Regions from separate parts of the Sminthopsis crassicaudata genome. Here region 1 is linked to region 2. A link is a contact called in public Hi-C data. All regions are on one chromosome and are shown on one strand. The core of a region is the stretch at or near the end of the contact, and the rest is flanking DNA. Distances in the headings are between cores, read along the strand shown.

Region 1 (3,127 bases), core at 33-2,532, 210 kb after region 2:
TTCTCAAGTAGAGGGAAATGTTTCCTCCTCAATGGTCTTCCTTCTTTTTCACTTTTTTTCTTCAAACACTTTTATGTCTTCTCTTCCTCTCATTGCTACACGTTTCCAGTGAGTAGCTGAACTCATTCTCTTACTATTTTCTCCTTAATTCTCTAAGAGTTTTATAACTCCTAATTGTCAAATTCCCTGAAACCTTCAGTGGTTAAGCAAAGAAACAGATGAATGAGTGAATGATTTCCTGTATGAAAAAAAATTAAACCCTCCCCCCCATTTCTTATCTGAAGATGAAACTGACATTTTCTGTCTCCTTTTTTATGCTTTTTCTATACAAAGAGACAATATCTAAGGCTTTGAATCTGATGCACCTGCTAGCACAGACAGCATGACATTGATTGTGGGACTGATTGTATGTGTGTTAATGTAAAGGAATAAGAGCTGTGAATTTTAGAAAACCTGAAAGGCAGATGCGAAGTTAAGTGAGCAGAACCGGGTGAACACTGTGCTGATGATCAGCTTTGTAAGACTCAAATATTCTCACAATAATAAGTGATCCAAGACAATTCCAAGCACTCATGAGGGAAAATGCTAGAAAAAGAACTGATTCAGTCTGAGTGCAGGTCGAACCAGACTATTTTCATTTCCTGTCTATTAGTGTATTTCTCTTTTACGACTGGATGAATATGTAAATGTTTTAAGTTTTGCACATGTATAACCTATATCTAATTGTTTACCACTTTAGGGAGGGTGACAATTTGGAACTCAAAACTTAAAAAAAAAAAAAAACCAAAAACGGGGCAGCTTGTGGATGCAGTGGATAGAGCTCCGGCCCTTGAAGTTCAAATCCGGCCTCAGACACTTCACTTCCTGGCTGTGTGACCCTGGGCAAGTCACGTGACCCCAATTGCCTCAGCCAAAAAAACACCAAAACAAACAAACCAAACCCAAACCACCACAACCACCAAAAAGTGTGGATAAACATGGACATGTGTTTAGGAGAATCGCACATGTTTAACCAGATTGAATGTTGTCTGGGGGAGGGGTTGGGGAAAGAGGGAGAAAAACTAGGAACGGTGGACGCTGAAAACTCTCTTGCATGTATTTTGAAAATAAAAATCTATTAAAATATATGTTAAAGTTTCTCTTTACATCGAATTGGAAAAATTACTTTTTAAAAAGTATGATACATCAGAAATGTACGTGCCGAGCGTGCGCACGCATCAGGAGTGTGCATGCTCGCATCCAGGAGCCCGAGTAGGAGCAGTGAGCGCAAGCGCACAGCCGCGGGCACCCGCGAGGGTGGGGGCGGAGAACTCGCTCTTTAGCGGGCTCTCCTGCAGGGCCGGGATTAGCGGAGGCGTTTATGCGTGCGGAGACGTGATTACGTCTTGCCTGAGGCCGATGCTCTCCGCTGGAGGCGGCGGTTTCAAAAAGAGGTGAGCTTTGTGGGTGCTAGGCACCGGCCTGGGCGGAAAAGGAGCAGGCGAGCGCTGCACCGAGAGGGAGCGGTTCGCATCAGAGGATGGCGTGGAGCGGGACTCAGTAGAAAGCGGTCCTTCACTCTCACGGGTGGGAGGGGGCGGGCACAGAAAGGGCGGGGTGGAAAACGCGGAGGAAGGGGCCGGACGGAAGACCGGGCTGAAGGCACCGGGAGGAAGACCCGGATGGGGAGGGGAGAGAAATCGGGCGAAAGACCCGGATGGGGTGAGGCGCGTGCGCGGAAGAGCGCGCCCGCTTAATTGTGGCTCCCCAGCTCCTCGTAGGGAAGTCCTTTGGGACTAAATAGCGGAATTTTTGGATTGGTTTCATAGATGGAAAAATTAAGCTCGGAGACGCTGCAATTGATTTACCTAATGTCCCCGTGGTGGATAGGGCTGGAGTTACTTTCCCAGAAAAACCGAATAACACCGATTGTGGGCTGTTGAGGAGACCCTAAAAAGCACTTAAAGCGCCAAGTGTTTGGGGGGAGGGGCCTTATTTTTTGCAATGAGCCTAGAACGAAAGCTATGGAATCAGGGAGCTGATCATTCTGTTAGCCAAGGACTCAACTACACCGTAGCTTCAGGCTCCATTTCTTAATTTGTTTAAAAAAAAAAAAAAAAAAAAAACCTGGCAAACTTCTGAGTCTGACACGAGTAGCTTTTTGCGAACTTCAAAACATTGTCTTCATAAAATGTGTAACTCCTGCCTGCCTCGACTCCCCTCTCAGTGCACCCTTAATGTGCGGCCACAGAGAACTCGCGCTGCCGTACCTGCTCAATAAACAGCGCCTCCCTGTGGACAAAATGTATATTATTCAAAGCCGTCTCATCCGAATCTTTCTACACTCTTACTCGTGCATCCCCATGTTTGTTTCTTACGGTGATTTTTAAAATTCGAAGGTAGAGCTTTACACTTATATTTCATCTCGACACACCTTTAGGCTTCTGCCAGAACCCCTGGCAGACTTTGACACTGTCTGCTTTATTTAACAGTGCCTTTGATCTTTGCGTTGTTCTGAGATTTGACAAATATGCCATTTATAACTGTCTAAGTCATTGATATTAAATAGCACAGGATCAAGAGCACGCCCCTCCAGTTCCACCTTATGGCTCTCCACTTTAGCCGACATCCTAACCCCAGCTTGACATGAGAGAGCAAGTGCTGTGCTACACCACATTCCCCTGCTCTGACACTACTTACCCTTCCATTCTTCTCTGTTGACCTTTATTCGGCTCAAACCCTCTGTTAAGCTCTTCTTTTAAAAAACAAATGTGTTTTTGTGTTTTGATTTTATATTACAAGCATTTACAGTATGAGAATAAATAGGAATATTTAAGTGCATCTGAAAGAAATTCTATTCTTCTGCTTAGTATTTCTCCATTATCTTCAGAATAAAACTGAAAATACATAATTTAGAACTATCATGTTTATTTTGCATTTTGTCACTGTTAATTAAAAAAAAAAAACACCCAAAACCAACATTTGGAAATCAGTTACATATTTAGTTCTCAGAGGGAAATAGATTAATCTTGTTGCTTCCTCAAAGTAAAGTTTGCTGCTTTGTAAAAAATGAAAACTTTTACGTTTTTATCATATCACATCCTTTGTCCCCCAGATCATTCAGAAAGAGACTGTGTTTTTACCCAGA
Region 2 (3,493 bases), core at 485-2,984:
AAAAGGGAAGGGCAGATCAAAGAACTGGACCCTAAACAAACAAACCTAGAACACAAACACATTAGAAACTAAAATATCAAACTAAAATTTGATATAAATATCAAAATAGAAATTCTGAAAAAAAAAAGATTTTTGAAAGCAAAAAGACCCCCAAGAACTCAATAAATTAATAAAAGAAGGTAGATTTTAAAAAATAGACACATCAAAAAAAAGCAAGGAGGAAGAAAAGAAAGAGAAAGAAAGAAAGAAAGAAAGAAAGAAAGAAAGAAAGAAAGAAAGAAAGAAAGAAAGAAAGAAAGAAAGAAAGAAAGAAAGAAAGAAAGAAAGAAAGAAAGAAAGAAAGAAAGAAAGGAAGGAAGGAAGGAAGGAAGGAAGGAAGGAAGAAAGAAAGAAAGAAAGAAAGAAAGAAAGAAAGAAAGAAAGAAAGAAAGAAAGAAAGAAAGAAAGAAAGAAAGAAAGAAAGAAAGAAAGAAAGAAAGAAAGAAAGGAAGAAAGGAAGAAAGGAAGAAAGGAAGAAGGAAGGAAGGAAGGAAGGAAGGAAGGAAGGAAGGAAGGAAGGAAGGAAGGAAGGAAGGAAGGAAGGAAGGAAGGAAGAAGGAAGGAAGGAAGGAAGGAAGGAAGGAAGGAAGGAAGGAAGGAAGGAAGGAAGGAAGAAAGAAAGAAAGAAAGAAAGAAAGAAAGAAAGAAAGAAAGAAAGAAAGAAAGAAAGAAAGAAAGAAAGAAAGCCAAATCACCTTTATCACAAACAAAAAAAAAGGTGAATTTACAACAAATGAAGAATAAATAAAAAAATTATTAGGAGCTATTTTGTTCAATTATGTGCCCCTGCAATCAAAATGAAGTGAAAATATTTACAAAATTATAAATCATCCTGGTTAACAGAACAGAAAAAACAGTATTTAAATAACCTTATCTTAGAAAAAAGAAATAGAATTAATCATAAGTGAATTTCCACATACCTCTATCTCTCCTCCTCAAAAAACCAAATCCTAGATCAGATGAATTTACAAGCAGATTCTACCAAACATTTTTTAACAATAGCTTTTTTTCTTTTCAAAATACATGCAAAGATAGTTTCCAGTATTCACCCTTATAAAACCTTGTGTTTCAAATTTTTCTCCCTCCCTTCCCTGCATCCTCCTCCCCTAGACAGCAAATAATCCAATAGATGTCAAATTCTGCCAAATATTTAGAGAACAATGAACTGTTTGAAAAGTTGGAAAAGAAAGGACTCTGCCAAATTCTTCCAATAGCACAAATATTGTCTTGATACCTAAACTAGAAAGAGTTAAAACAGAAAAACAAAAACACTAGAGACCAATATCCCTAATGAATGCTGATGAAAAAAATTAATTAAAATATTAGCAACATTTCACAAAGATTATTCATTATGACAACACAAGATTTATACCAGAAATGTAGATATACCAGAAAGCTTAAAAACATAATCAGCCATATTAATAACAGAAATCTTTTATATCAATAGCTATAGAAAAAACTTTTGATAAGATATAACCTTTTCTGGTAGAAAGCATATGAATAAATAGTTTTCCTTAAAGTAATAAGTAGCATATATCTAAAACTAAGAGCAAACATTACCTTAATGTGGATAAATGAGAAGTCTTTTCGGTAAACTCAAGAACAAAGCAAGGATGGAAAGTAGTGATGTAGTGGATAGAGAGAAGGGCCTTGCATTCTGTTTTTGAGTTCATATTTGGTCTCCGTTACTTATTTGTTTTGCCAGTCATTTAGTCCTGTTTGCCTCGATTTCCTCATCTGTAAAATGAGTTGGAGAAGGAAATGGTAAATCACTCCACTGTCCACGAGAAAATCCCAAATAGCGTCACAAAACTAAAATCAACAACAACAAAGCTCAGATCTCCATTATCACCTTTGGTATTCAATATTGTGCTAGAAATATGGTAAAAAGACAAATAGAAATTAAAGGTCTGTACATCAAAGACAGTTAAGAACGAGGAAGGGACCCATATATACAAAAAATTTGTAGTAGCTCTTTTCATAATGACAAAGAATTGGAAATTAAGGAGGTGCCTATCAATTAAAAAGGAAATGATTTCAGAGAAATCTAGGAAGACTTATATGAGATAATGCAAAGTGGAGTGAGCAGAACCAGGAGAATAACTTATACAATAATATAGTTGAGGACAAACAATTCTGAAACACTTAGGAATTCTGATAAACAAAGTGATCATAATTCTACAGGACTTATGAGGAAACATGCTATCCACCTTTAGACAGAGAGATAATGGACTCAGGGTATAGACTGAAGCACACATTTGTTCACACACACACACACAACATGGTTAATCTGGGAATTTGTTTTGCTTGAGTATATATATTTGTAATAGTTTTTATTTTTCTTGCTTTCTCAATGGGGGAGGAAGGGGGAAGGGAGTAAGAGAGTTCAGAAATATAAATAAAATTGAATTTAAAATAATTTTTAAATATTAATGAACAAAAAACAAAATATAAATATAAACAAAAATAAAAAAGGTTTAAGGATTAAAGAGTAAAAGAAAAGAAAAAAATAGGCTGAAACCAAATGATAAAGGGCTTTAAGAGCCAAACAGAGGGATTGGTCAAAGGAAAGTCAAAGGGAAAGCAGAATGGAATTTCTGAACTCTCCAGAGCCAGTCAAGATGGGGGAGTCAATGCTGTTCTGAAGTTCTCTGCCACTATTTGCTCCTGTCATGTGGGAAAGTTTCTGCATAGCATAAATTGTCAAAGTATCCACAGCAGTCCCTGATTCCCATTTGTAATATTTTTCTGTTTTGAATGAACTGAATTTGGTCCCAATTACTGTAGATATGCAGGATTCACATTTCTGGTGATAATTATAATTTTCTTAAGGCGCGCTGATATGGTTTAAGTATGAATTTCCCTTATCACCTATGCCAGAGAGGTTTAATCCCTGCCTATGCTCCCTCAAAATGACAGTGGCTATCTTTGGAAATTTGTGAAAAACTCATTTCAAAGTCAATGATTTCATCTATGATTATATTACAAAGGGGAAAAATAGATGGACAAGAGAGAACAATTTGTTTGAACCCTTTATGTGAAGATCACTGAAAAAAGAGATGTGAGCAGGCATTTTAAGTTTATTATTTGCTTGCAGATCCAAGCACATTCTTTGCATTTTACATTTATGCTTGCTTGCAAGGATTTAAAGCAATTTTAAACTTGAAATAGAATGGTCACCAGAAGCCCATAAATTAGCTGTGAAGTAGGCAGTGGTTGGTAAACTCTGAGGTTGTATATGGAATATTAATGGATAATAATCCACTGACAAGTTCTAAATAAGATGTCACCATGGAGAGATATTGCTGTTAATCAACTTTGAGTTTGGCCAGGAAGACCAATAGATGCAAAAGCCCCATCCCATTAAAATTTTGGACTTGCCCGGGAGCATATGACAAAAATCAGAGCAAGTCTTTTTTTTTTTTTTTTTTCTTTTAATCAACCAATTATTTAA

Evidence for each region. A called contact is a pair of places that touch in the nucleus more often than the background predicts.
Region 1: a Hi-C map of hippocampus shows a contact between it and region 2, with 2.3 times the contacts expected there. The contact joins the promoter of DDX11 here to the promoter of RHNO1 in region 2. A contact is called at or near these places in 2 of 2 Hi-C or Micro-C datasets (fibroblasts and hippocampus).

The regions. Positions count from the first base shown.
Region 1 is chr5:195,348,340-195,351,466 of ASM4859323v1, forward strand. It overlaps DDX11 (DEAD/H-box helicase 11), which reads left to right and starts at 1,283. Exons shown (of 27, transcript XM_074269303.1): 1 at 1,283-1,433.
Region 2 is chr5:195,137,059-195,140,551 of ASM4859323v1, forward strand. RHNO1 (RAD9-HUS1-RAD1 interacting nuclear orphan 1) reads right to left here and starts at 1,735. Exons shown (of 3, transcript XM_074269290.1): 1 at 1,600-1,735.